2 separate regions of the Mus musculus genome follow, and region 2 is linked to region 1. Evidence: chromatin contacts called from public promoter capture Hi-C data. All regions are on one chromosome and are shown on one strand. The core of a region is the stretch at or near the end of the contact, and the rest is flanking DNA. Distances in the headings are between cores, read along the strand shown.

What was found. Promoter capture Hi-C pulls out the DNA fragments that hold promoters and counts their contacts.
Region 2: a promoter capture Hi-C map of pre-B cells shows a contact between it and region 1, with 2.1 times the contacts expected there. The contact joins the enhancer-like site here to the promoter of Ankrd35 in region 1. A contact is called at or near these places in 7 of 39 promoter capture datasets (the 3T3-L1 cell line, HPC-7-derived erythroid cells, embryonic stem cells and 4 more), 1 of 484 Hi-C or Micro-C datasets (CD8 T cells), 3 of 115 datasets of contacts at active chromatin or transcription factors (effector CD8 T cells, embryonic stem cells and microglia) and 2 of 9 other capture datasets (adipose tissue and pancreatic islet).

The regions. Positions count from the first base shown.
Region 1 is chr3:96,667,041-96,672,763 of GRCm38.p6, reverse strand. It overlaps Ankrd35 (ankyrin repeat domain 35), which reads right to left and starts at 2,633. Exons shown (of 14, transcript NM_001356538.1): 1 at 2,315-2,633. The coding sequence starts at 2,353.
Region 2 is chr3:96,761,448-96,767,170 of GRCm38.p6, reverse strand. The region is part of intron 3 of Rnf115 (ring finger protein 115); the gene reads right to left. Among named protein-coding and RNA genes, the nearest start is that of Rnf115, 37 kb to the right of the region's middle. Within about 2 kb of position 2,225, at least 53 of the 459 cell types and tissues checked have an H3K27ac peak or open chromatin away from gene starts, as enhancers often do. A contact at or near this core is called in CD8 T cells, liver and pre-B cells, where this site is marked.

The DNA.
Region 1 (5,723 bases), core at 1,384-3,883:
TGGGTAAGAGCACCCGACTGCTCTTCCGAAGGTCAAGAGTTCAATTCCCAGCAACCACATGGTGGCTCACAGCCATCTGTAATGAGATCTGATTCTCTCTTCTGGAGTGTCTGAGGACAGCTAAAGTGTACTTACATATAATAAATAAATAAATAAATAAATAAATAAATAAATAAATAAATCTTAAAAAAAAAAAGAAAGAAAAGACATTCTCAGTCTAAGCATGCAGTTCTAAGTGTGCCTTTCATGCCCTACACTCTTGATAAACTCTGATCTTGCAATACTAGGCATTCAGATGAGTGGACGTTCCTCATGGTCAAACACGTAGAGAACTAGGGCCATGAAGGATGAGGGAGGGTTCTAGATCCCAAGATCTAGCCCACCGCTCACTCCAGCATCTAGGAAAGGAGGCACTCACTGCCCAAGGACTAGAGAACCAGAAAAGGCCTAGGGCCATATCACCTTGAACTTTTTGATTTCAGGATCTAAGCCAGGGTTGGGCCTGGTTAGTACCAGGATGGAAGAATCAAAAAAGAATGAACTAAGCCAGGAGTGGTAGCTCACGACTGTAATCTCAGCACTTGGGAGACAGAGGCAGGCAAATCTCTGAGAGTGGGGCCAGCCTGGTCTACAAAGGGAGTTCCAGGACAGCCAGGGCTACACAGAGAAACCCTGTGTGGAAGGAACAAACAAACACAAAAACAAAACAAAACAAAACAAACAACAACAAAGAATGAAATAGTCCCCCTCCTAAAGAGAAACAGACTCCATAAATCTGAAAGGGAGAACAATTCTGGGAACTTTCCATAATTAGGGGAAAGTGACCATGGATTAGAAAATCACTGAGAGCTAAGCCAGTGTGTTAAGAACCCAGGTAGCCGCAGTTTCTGTTATCTGTAAGAGTAAAGGCCCTTACTGTTTGGTCAGTGTGTAGAAACTCCATGCAGAAGCAAATGTAAATGGGACAGAGACAGGCCTAGACAGTTCTTACTCTTGCTTCACAGGTTTCTGCCAGGTTTCTGTGGCCTGCCAGGCACAGTGAGATAACCAAACATTTCTCACATCTGCTTATGAATGAATGACGCGTCAACTAAGCAATATTAGTACCAAGGGACTCATACCCCCAACCTCCTCAGAAGACGCCATTCCCTCCACAGAGGGCCACTCCGGAAGAACTCTTTAGAGAAGGACAACTGTATCCTCCCTGAACCACCATCTTCCAAAATCTTTGTTTTGCTCTAGAGGGGAGAGAACGGAGAAGAGAGTAACCCTTGTCAGGAACTCTCTCATTGTGATCCACTCTGTCTTCTCCTTCACCATCTCATTCCCCTAACTCAATCAAAGAAAATGAACACAAATGCTAAACAAGACAAAGGAATAATTGGGGGTGGGGTGGGATGGGGGGAGAACCAGACAGAACTTGATTGGTCCCAAGAACCAGTCTGAAGACTAGACAGTACAGAGAACTGGCCAGGGTAAATTCTGCAGGCAACTCACCCAGGCTCTTGGGGATCAGCCAGGAGACTTGTCTGTCCTCTGACAGCGTTTGTCTGGCTAGCTAGGTTGCAAGGTTAAGCCACTGTAAGCAGGCAGGAGGTCCAGGCAAAAGGTAGAGGAAGTAATATTGAGGAAAAGGTCACTGGAAATTAAGAAAACAGAGGCCCCATGTTGGACAGACGCTTGGAAAGAGATTTGGATTGGTGCTTGAGAGAGTGGAAGAGGCAGTGTCATGGAGTGGAAGAGGCAAGTTTGGTAAAGGAGGCTGTGAAGAAGGGTTGGAAGAAGGCACTGGGGTGAGAATACTTTGGGGGCAGAAAATACTGTTAGGGGCAGAAAGCAAAGAGTAAAAATGGAGCTATGTGAGAGAGAACGTTGTGAGAAGGCAAGGATGGAAGTGAAGCTATAGGGCAGGAATTAGGGATAGAAGTAGGAACGGATTTAAAGGCTGGGGTGGGGGCGGGCAGATGTCTGGAGGTGGGTTGGTACTGGGAGCCGCAGCTGAAGTAGAGACCAGGGTCATTGGAAGAGAACAGAACTTTAGAAAGCATACCAGAAGCTGGAAGCCAAATATGTTGGGAAAAGGAGCCAAGGGGAAGCACCTTGGGAAGGAAAAGATTAAGGGACAGGGTTTTAATAACACCCATAAGTTCAGTTACCAGGGCTGGCGACCGCATTATCAGAACTGCTAACATCGCAGGAAAGACTGATGCAGGCAGGGTTAATGCGATCATCCATGGAGATGGGACTCAGGACTTCTGTCAACACAGGGCTTGAATCCCAGCCACAGCCCTTCTCCCACACATTTGGCACCTACCGCCACTTGTGAACTGGAGCAGGAGAAGATGCGCTTCATGGCCGGGGCTAGGGCCACGGGGGGACGGGGACGCGCAGAGAGCCGGGCCACAAGTTCCTAACCCAACTCGGCTACGGCTGTGCCGAAAGACAGCTGTCAAAAAGCAGACTGGGTCCCGCCCCAAGCCCCGCCCCAGATCCCACCCCGCTCAATCGTAGACGTTCAACTGAAGGCTGGGCTTAAAACCCCGCCTCTGGCCCTGCCTAACCCCGTCCCTGCAGAGGCAAAAAGCCCGCAGTCTTTTGCGGCCACCCTGGCTGGCTCTCAAGTTCCGCCCTTCAGCCGAAGCCCGCCCCCTGTAGTTACCTACCGAATCCAAGAGGGATGCTCGCAGCCTCCGCACCAGCGACTTCCAGGCCCTAAGTCCCCCGTCTTTCTGCTTGGAGCTCCACCCCCAGTTCCGCCCCCGCCCCCTCTCAAGGACCTCCACAAGCTTCGATGTCACCAACCTCTTTTACCAGTTAATGACTCTTAGTCATAGCCATGACCTGTGTGTGCTTCATCCCCTCCCTCCCAACGCCCCAAGATCTTCTATAGAGTTTGGAAACGTGATGCACTAAGCAGACTTGATCACCAATGGGTGATTTGTGACCCACTGCAACCAGAGGTTGGACAAAACTCAAAGGATCAAGCCGATCACTAACGCAGATCTTAGAAAGCAGCAAGGGGAGAGTTTTTACTGTCTGCTTCCCCACTCCAAGAAACAAACAAACAAACAAAAAGTCCGACCTTCCTTATCCTTTAGACTCACTTCTTAGTAATTCTTGTTTGACAAGTATTAGTTGCAGCCAACTGGTCTGGCCTTCCCATCTCTCCTTTCTCCTCCCTGTAAACCAAGCAAGCCCACCCAAATACTCATGGAACCCTATGGAATAAAGCCCAAAATTCTTTTTAGAAGTGTTTTACATTAATTCATTTACTGAGGCATGAGTATGCGCTAAGGGTGGGCACCCTTGTGGAGGTCAGAAGACAACCGGCGTTGGCTTTCTCCATTCACCTTGTGAATCCGGTGCTTGAACTAAAGTAGTGAGGCTTAGCAGCAGACCCCACCCCCACCCCCGCCCCCCCAAGATGCTATAGGCCCAAAGTTCTTTTCTTTTTTCTTTCTTTCTTTTTTTTTTTTTTTTGTTTGGTCGAGACAGGGTTTCTCTGTGTAGCCGTGGCTGTCCTGGAACTCACTTTGTAGACCAGGCTGGCCTCGAACTCAGAAACCTGCCTGCCTCTGCCTCCCAAGTGCTATTATTACAGGCATGTGCCACCACCGCCCGGCTTAGGCCCAAAGTTCTTAACATGGTTTTCAAGGTTCTTCTGAAACAGAAGCCTGAAGAAGGTGTGGTGACGCATCCGCCTTTAATCTCAGCACTCCGGAATCAGAGGCAGGTAGATTTCTGTAAATTGAGGCCAGTCTTGTGTGGTGGGTCTACATAGCAAGTTCCAGGACAGCCAGAGGTACATAACAGAGAGATCCTGTCTCAAAAACCAAAACCAGAAGCCTGCCTTCACTCTCAGTATTTTCTGGCAAACTTCCAAGTTTAAACTGTTGTAGCAGACCATTCATTCATAATGCCCTTTGCAACTTTTTTTTTTTTAAGATTTATTTATATGTAAGTACACTGTAGCTGTCTTCAGACACTCCAGAAGAGGGAGTCAGATCTCATTACCATGTGGTTGCTGGGATTTGAACTCCGGACCTTTGGAAGAGCAGTCGGGTGCTCTTACCCACTGAGCCATCTCACCAGCCCCCCCCCCTTGTACTTTCTTAATCCATGTAAAGTGTTTTTCATTGTTGTAAAATTTCCCTTAAAACTCTGACAACCTGCCTATCAGTGTGCATTTTGGTGTGTGCCTTACTGGTCATTCTTACCATCACCTAGATGGCCCCCACCTTCCTGTTGTCCGTTTACATCTTTGTTTTTCCAATCAGGTGGGGACTCTCTGATGGCAGTGGTTGTGTTTTTGGTTTTTTTTTTTTTTTAATTAGTCCCCTAGCTTGGCTCATAGTAGGTCTTTAATGTCTGGTAAGTAAATGTGTGAATGTATAAATGCATGAGTGAGCAAAAAGCAACAAGAAAGGAAGTGTCTAGTGTGGAGAAGAAACCATTGTTTCTATAGTTGCTTCTACACTGGTTTTGCTTCAAAAGACTAATGAACTTCTATTCTGAAGAATAGACCGAGAAAGTCGGGAAGAGCCCTGCTCCTGAGCTTAGGACATTGAGGAGGCAGATATGTCCTTGTTGGAGGACTTAGATAATACACTTGATCTTAGCCAACGGTTAAGAAATGACAGAAATAGGGGGAAAAGTTTTCTTTCAAAAAATTTATTACATTTCTTTATGTCTGCGTGTATGTGTTTGTGGGGGTTGTTGCCATGGCACAGTTGTGAAGACCAGAGGACAACACACAGGGAAGAGGTTCACTCCTTCCGTCATACATACCCTGGGGGGTCACCTGTGTTCTATGGATCAGACTCAGTCTGTCAGGATTGTGGCAAGCACCTTTACCTGCTATTTGCCAGCTCCAAAGTGTTCTTTTAATCATATGGATAAAGAGGAAGGGGGTGGCGGGGTAGTGGTGGCGCACGTCCTTAATCCTAGCACTTGGGAGGCAGAGGCAGGCAGATTTCTGAGTTCGAAGTCTACGGAGTGAGTTCCAGGGCAGCCAGGGCTACACAGAGAAACCCTGTCTAGAAAAAACAAAACAAAACAAAAAAAACAAAACAAAAACCAAGAAGAAGGGGCTGGAGAGATGCTCACTAGACAAGAGTACTTCCTGCTCTTCCAGAGCATCCAAACTTGTTTCCCAGCACCTATGTTGGGCTCTTTACATCCACCTGTAACTCCAGCTCTCTCATGCCCTCTTCTGGCCTTTGTGGGCACAGACCATATGTGGCATACACTCTTCTCAGTACATGCTCAGAACCCAGGTTGTCTATATAGAACTGCCTAGAAAAAGCCAGGTGTGGTGGTATACACCTGTAATTCCACCATTTGGAAGGTGCAGGTAGGAGGATCAGGAAATCAAGGTTAGCCTTGGCTATACAACGATTTCAGGCCAACCTGGGCTGCAGAAGATTGTATCTCAAAAACAACCACCATGGCAACAGACAACTAAAGGAGAACCAGAAAACACGCAGGCATTTAAAGAAATCAAGTGGATTTGACTTTTACCACCAGAACTTTTACCATGTTAATCATCAGTTAATCATCACCACAGAAGCTCAGAGCCCGCTTCACAGGACATGAAGCACAGGGTAAAAGATTTAGTAGGAGGAGCAAGTAGCTTAAAGGAAACCAATCAGGGCCAGGAGCCACTTCACACTTCAGTAGATCTTCTACTCAGTCCTCACAGCACATGGAACAATAGATTATTC
Region 2 (5,723 bases), core at 976-3,475, 95 kb before region 1:
TCCCTCGAGAACTGTCTGCAGCTCTTCTTGGCAAATATTCCACATCTCTGACATCTCTGGCATCTCCAACACCCTAGGGTCTCCAACACAATCTAGATTCCACTTTCACAGCTTCATGTAATGGCCTTTCTGGTCTTCCACATGCCTGACCTCAGCATCTTTTCTTAACCATGGAGGACAATTCCATAGTCCCTGTACTCCTGTATCTTTCATGGCTCTAAAGCCAGAACCACTATGCTGCCAAGTTCTGCTGCCTGCTTGGGATGCAGCCTGGCCCCCTCCTGGAATTACATTCATATAAGCTTTCCTTTGTTGTCGCTCTTTAGGATCAGATAATTCCTTAGGCCTTTTCTTTTCACAGATTGCAGGCTTAGCTACGTGAGAGTCTTGCTCTGTGGCTATCACTCCCCTTTTTTCCATTTCTCCTTATCTCTTTCAGCAGAAATCAAGGCCCCAACATTAAATTTCCTGGTTCTTTCTTGTTCCTCAAAGAGTACATTTTATACTTCTTTTTGCTCTGCTTTTTCATTTTCATTGTAAATCTGCATAAGAGTGATTGATCACTAATAGTCACACATATCAATATGAGGTCATCTTGAAATCTACCAATGAAATTAGAACAAAACTCTTCAATTTAGTTTCAGACAAATTATTCAGATAAAAGCAAATGTAGCAACATTCTTTGCCAAATTATCACAAAAATGATCTCTAGTTCTTGGTCTCTAGCTAATGTTCATCTATGAGACCTCTTGAGCAGGGCCTTCATAGCCCACATGGCCTCAGCAATACTTACTGTCTTCCTAACTCCTACTAGGATGGCCCACTGACGACCACTTATAGGCTTACAGCATTCAACAACTTTTCTAATTCAAAAACACAAAGTCTTTCACATTTCTCCAAACAACAGCATGGCCAGGCCTGTTACAGCAATATAACACTTTGTAGTACCAAGCTGTAGCTTTATATCATGATCAAGGCAACTTATAAAAGAAAGCATTTAATGTGGGGTTCATGGTTTCAAAGGATTAGAGTATTTACCCATCATGCCAGGGAGCATGGCAACAAGCAGGTAGTCATGGCACTAGAGCAGCAGCTGACAGCTTACATCTGATGCACAAGAACAAGACAGAGAGAGAGCTAACTGGGAACAGTGTGAGCTTTTTACACCCCAAAGCCAGTGACCAACCTCCTCCAAAAAGGCCACATCTCCTAATCTTTTCCAGACAGTTCTACCAACTGCAGACCAAGTTTTCAAATATGTGAACCTATGGGGTCATTCTCATTTACACATCACAAATCCCAGCTTATGGAGTAAGTGATGTGATTACTATGTCTTTATAATGGCTATAGATGACACTGAAAGGTAAATAGCGTCAGAGTAGCTGTTCTGTGATGGTTACGGTGACTGCTTACCTGATAGAATCTAGAATTATCTAGGACATGAGCCTTTGAGCATCCCTATGAGGCAGTATATACACTAGGTGAGTAGAGGTGGGTGGCACCATCTCATAGGCTGGGGTCCTAGACTGAAGGGAAAAGAGAAACTAAACTGAGCGACACCACCCACGTACATGTGTGTATCATAGCCAGTTGCCTCAAATGCCTGCTCCAGACTTCCCCACACAGTGGACTTTTCTCCCTTAGGTTGTTTTGTCAGGGTGTTTTATCACAACAGGAAAAGTAACTAAGAAAGAGCTAACTTTCAGCCAGGTTTTAGATACTTGAAACTAAAACCACATCTTCATCAAGTTTTTATTAGCAAATGTAAAGAAGCAAGGAGATCCCATTTGTCACAGAAATAACACTTCTACTTAGCAATGGTTAGGAGGAAGGTTGATAAAGTCAGTTAAAAAGCTAAAAGTAGCCAGGCAATGGTGGAGCACGCCTTTAATCCCAGCACTCGGGAGGCAGAGACAGGCGAATTTCTGAGTTCGAGGCCAGCCTGGTCTACAAGTGAGTTCCAGAACAGCCAGGGCTACACAGAGAAACTCTGTCTCGAAAAACCAAAATAAATAAATAAATAAAAACTTTAAAAAAAATTTTTTTAAAAAGCTAAAAGTATAATTTAAAAATCTTGTGCTTTAAAAGGTCTAGCTCCAGAAAATAACTTATTCAAAAAAAAAAAAAAATTAAAAAGCCAGGCATGGTGGTGCACACCTTTAATCCCAGCACTTTAAAAGCAGAAGGGGAAAGATCTCTGTGAGTTTCAGGCCAGCCTGGTCCACATACTTAGTTTTAGGCCAACCATAACTATAAAGCTAGACCCTGTCACACACACAAACACAAAGAGAGAGAGACAGAGAGAGAGAGGGAGAGGGAGAGAGAGAGAGAGAGAGAGAGAGAATTTTTTTAATGTATTTTACAATAAGAAAAGAACAATGGGACGGTGAAAGTGAAAGTAAAACTAAAGCCCTGGGCTCCTGGAACACAGGGCATGGCCACTCACACCCATACCCTCCCACCCCCAGCACTATACTTGGAAGCAGGAAGATCACTGAATTCAAGGCCAGCCATTTTACATGGCAAGTTCCAAAGCAGCCTGAGCTACAAGAGAGTCTTGACCAGCCCTGCCAAGATAAAAGGAACATAAAAATTAAACTGTTTGTAATATTAAGGTAATAAAAGAAAAGGACACTCCCAAAATCATCTTAAGATTGGCTACCATCATGGCAGACTTGTTTGTTTGTTTGTTTGTTTGTTTGTTTTTCCAAGTCAGGGTTTCACTGTGTAGCCCTGGCTGTCCTAGATCTCACTCTGTAGACTAGTCTGGCCTTATATTCAAAGATCTGCCTGCCTCTGCCTCCTGAGTGCTGAGATTAAAAACGTGTGCCACTACCACCCAGCTAATTTTACTTTTTTATCGAAGATTTATTTTTAATTCTATATGCGTGTGTATCTGGATGGGTATGTACACACAAGTGTATCTGCAAGAGGTCAGGAGTCAGATCCCTCTAAAGCTAGAGTTAAAAGTGGTTGTGAACCACCCAGGCAGAGGCAGAAGTAGGGAGATGTCTGTGAGTTCAAAGCTAACCTAGTCTATCTACATAGTTGCGCACCAACAAGAGCTACAAAGTAAGACCTGTTTTTTTAAAAAAGAGGAAGGAAGGAAGGAAGGAAGGAAGGAAGGAAGGAAGGAAGGAAGGAAGGAAGGAAGGAAAAGAAAGCCTACTTAATATTGTTATATCTTTCAGTACTTATGTCACAGTATATCAAGAAGGAATCTGAAAATAATACAGATACAAAATACTCTTTGGGGGTTTTTTCTTTGTTTGTCTTTTCTCTGAGATCCACTTGCTTCTGCCTCCCTAGTGCTGAGGTTAAGAGAGTGGACCACCACGACCCAGCAAACGGAGATACTCTTAATACTTTAGCACCTTTGTTTATACACCATGATTTTATATTATAAACTATAATGCATCTTATGTGACAGAACAAATTTTACTTAAATAAACTTCTCAGAGTACCCTGTCTTCTTGTGCATACCTGGAAGCTCTTTTACCTTTCTTTTAGAAAATCTGAGGTAGCAGCTATAATCAATTCACTCAAACTGTGTCTTTGACTCTGACTCCCTCTCTCCCCCTTCCTCTCTCCCCAATCCACCTCTCTGTGGTTCAGTATGCATGCATGTGTGCCTGCTTGTATGCATGCATGTGTGTGTTTGAGCGCATGCATAATCTTAGAGACGTACCCTGAGCTTTACATCTCTAGTTTCAAAGGCATTCTTGCATGTAGTACAACCAATTTAAGCTTATCCCCAACTAGCTTACACACAAATGAGACTCACACTATGGTCATTTTATTTGGCTTTAACAATTACTGTGGGTGTAACCCCTATCCTACTCTTCTCACGGCAGGCCTGGCTACCTCCCCAACGGTGTTCCCCAGTTACTTACTGTTTCTCCTGACCATGTGTTCATCATCCATCTCCCCTATGGTAGCTACCTCTCTCCCCTCCTTCTTCCTCCTCCTTCTCCTGGTCTCCTCCTCCAACCAGGTTATTCCAACCCCACATACCTCTAACCTCTCCAGTAATAGGCTATAGCCAATTTTATTTAACCAGTGTTGATAGACATTGGCAGAGTGAGAGGCCATTGCTATTCTGAGGTTGCTAATAAAAACCTGAAGCAATGAGCTCAGTTACCCAGGGATGCTCTGATTACTTAAAAGTCCCTAACACCTGGTGACATCTGCTCTCAAGAGTCAGCTTGTAAGCATCTTAAATTCACCCTCTACTACCTCTCACATGTTACTCAAGTATTGTTGCTCTGTAACTGCTAAGCATTTTCCTGTCTTCTTTCCCAACTACCTTCCCCACTCCACCCTCTCTTGAAAGATAAATAAATATTAAGTATTTTGGAAACTTTCTTGGAAAGCTTTTTTTTCTAATATATCTATTTAGGGCAGCCAAGAGATGGCTCAGCAGTTAAGAGCACTGGCTGTTTTTTCAAAGGACCCTGGTTCACTTCCCAGCACACACATGGCGGCTCACAATTTTCTGTAACTCTTGTTCCAGGAGATCCAACACCCTCACTCAGACATAATGACAGGCAAAACACCAATGCACATGAAATAAAAATAAAGAAATTAAAATTAAAGAAAAAATTAAAATTCAGCTAGTGCACATGAAATAAAAATAAAGAAATTAAAAATAAAGAAAAAGCCAGGCGGTGGTGGCGCACGCCTTTAATCCCAGCACTTGGGAAGCAGAGACAGGCGGATTTCTGAGTTCGAGGCCAGCCTGGTCTACAAAGTGAGTTCCAGGACAGCCAAGACTATACAGAGAAACCCTGTCTCAAAAAACCAAAAATAAAATAAAATAAAATAAAAAAATAAAGAAAAAATTAAAATTCAGCTAGTTATACAAAATAGTTTCGCATTATCTAAGCAACTCAGTAAAGAAAAACACAGATACAAGAGGTTCCCAGGACCCAATGGGGATGACATTAGCTGAAATACCCAACAAGGGGAGATAGAACCTGTAGAGACCATATCAGTGGTTAAGAACAGCCCATGGTTGAGGGATTAGGCCACCCACCCATCTCAAAAAGATAAACTCAGAATTGCTCCTGTCTAAAGGGAATGCAGGGACAAAGAGTGGAGCAGAGACTAAAGGAAAGGCCATCCAGAAACTGTCCCACCTAGGGGTCCATCCCATTTGCAGACACTATTGCTGATACCAACAAGTACTTGCTGACAGGAGCCTGGTATAGCTGTCTCCTTAGAGGTTCTGCCAGACCCTGACCAATACAGATGCCTATGCTCGCAGCCAACCATCAGACTGAGCATGGGGACCCCAGTGGGGTTGTTAGGGGAAGGACTGAACAGTAACTCCTGGATACACCATCACACGGGAAAAGCAAGATTTGGATCTAAAATCATTTCTCATGATGGTGATAGAGGACTTTAAGAAGGACATAAATAACTAACACTCCCAGGATCATAGGATTAGAGGTGAGGAGGTCACAACATCTGCCCCAACACCGGGAGTGACTGGGACCAGCAGGACCCAGGCACCCAGGAACTCCACCCAACCAGTGGCACAGGTTCTTTCTGGTCTGAGCCGGTGTCCTGAGCAGACCTTGGGTGCTAATTCCGCAACCAGTCCCATAATACCCAGAGGAAGCTCCACTCCCAAATGCCCTAACATGCTAAGGTCCACAGGATCTCAGGGTCCCAGGATCCCAGAAGCTTGGTCACACCAGGATCTCAGGGTCCCAGAGGCA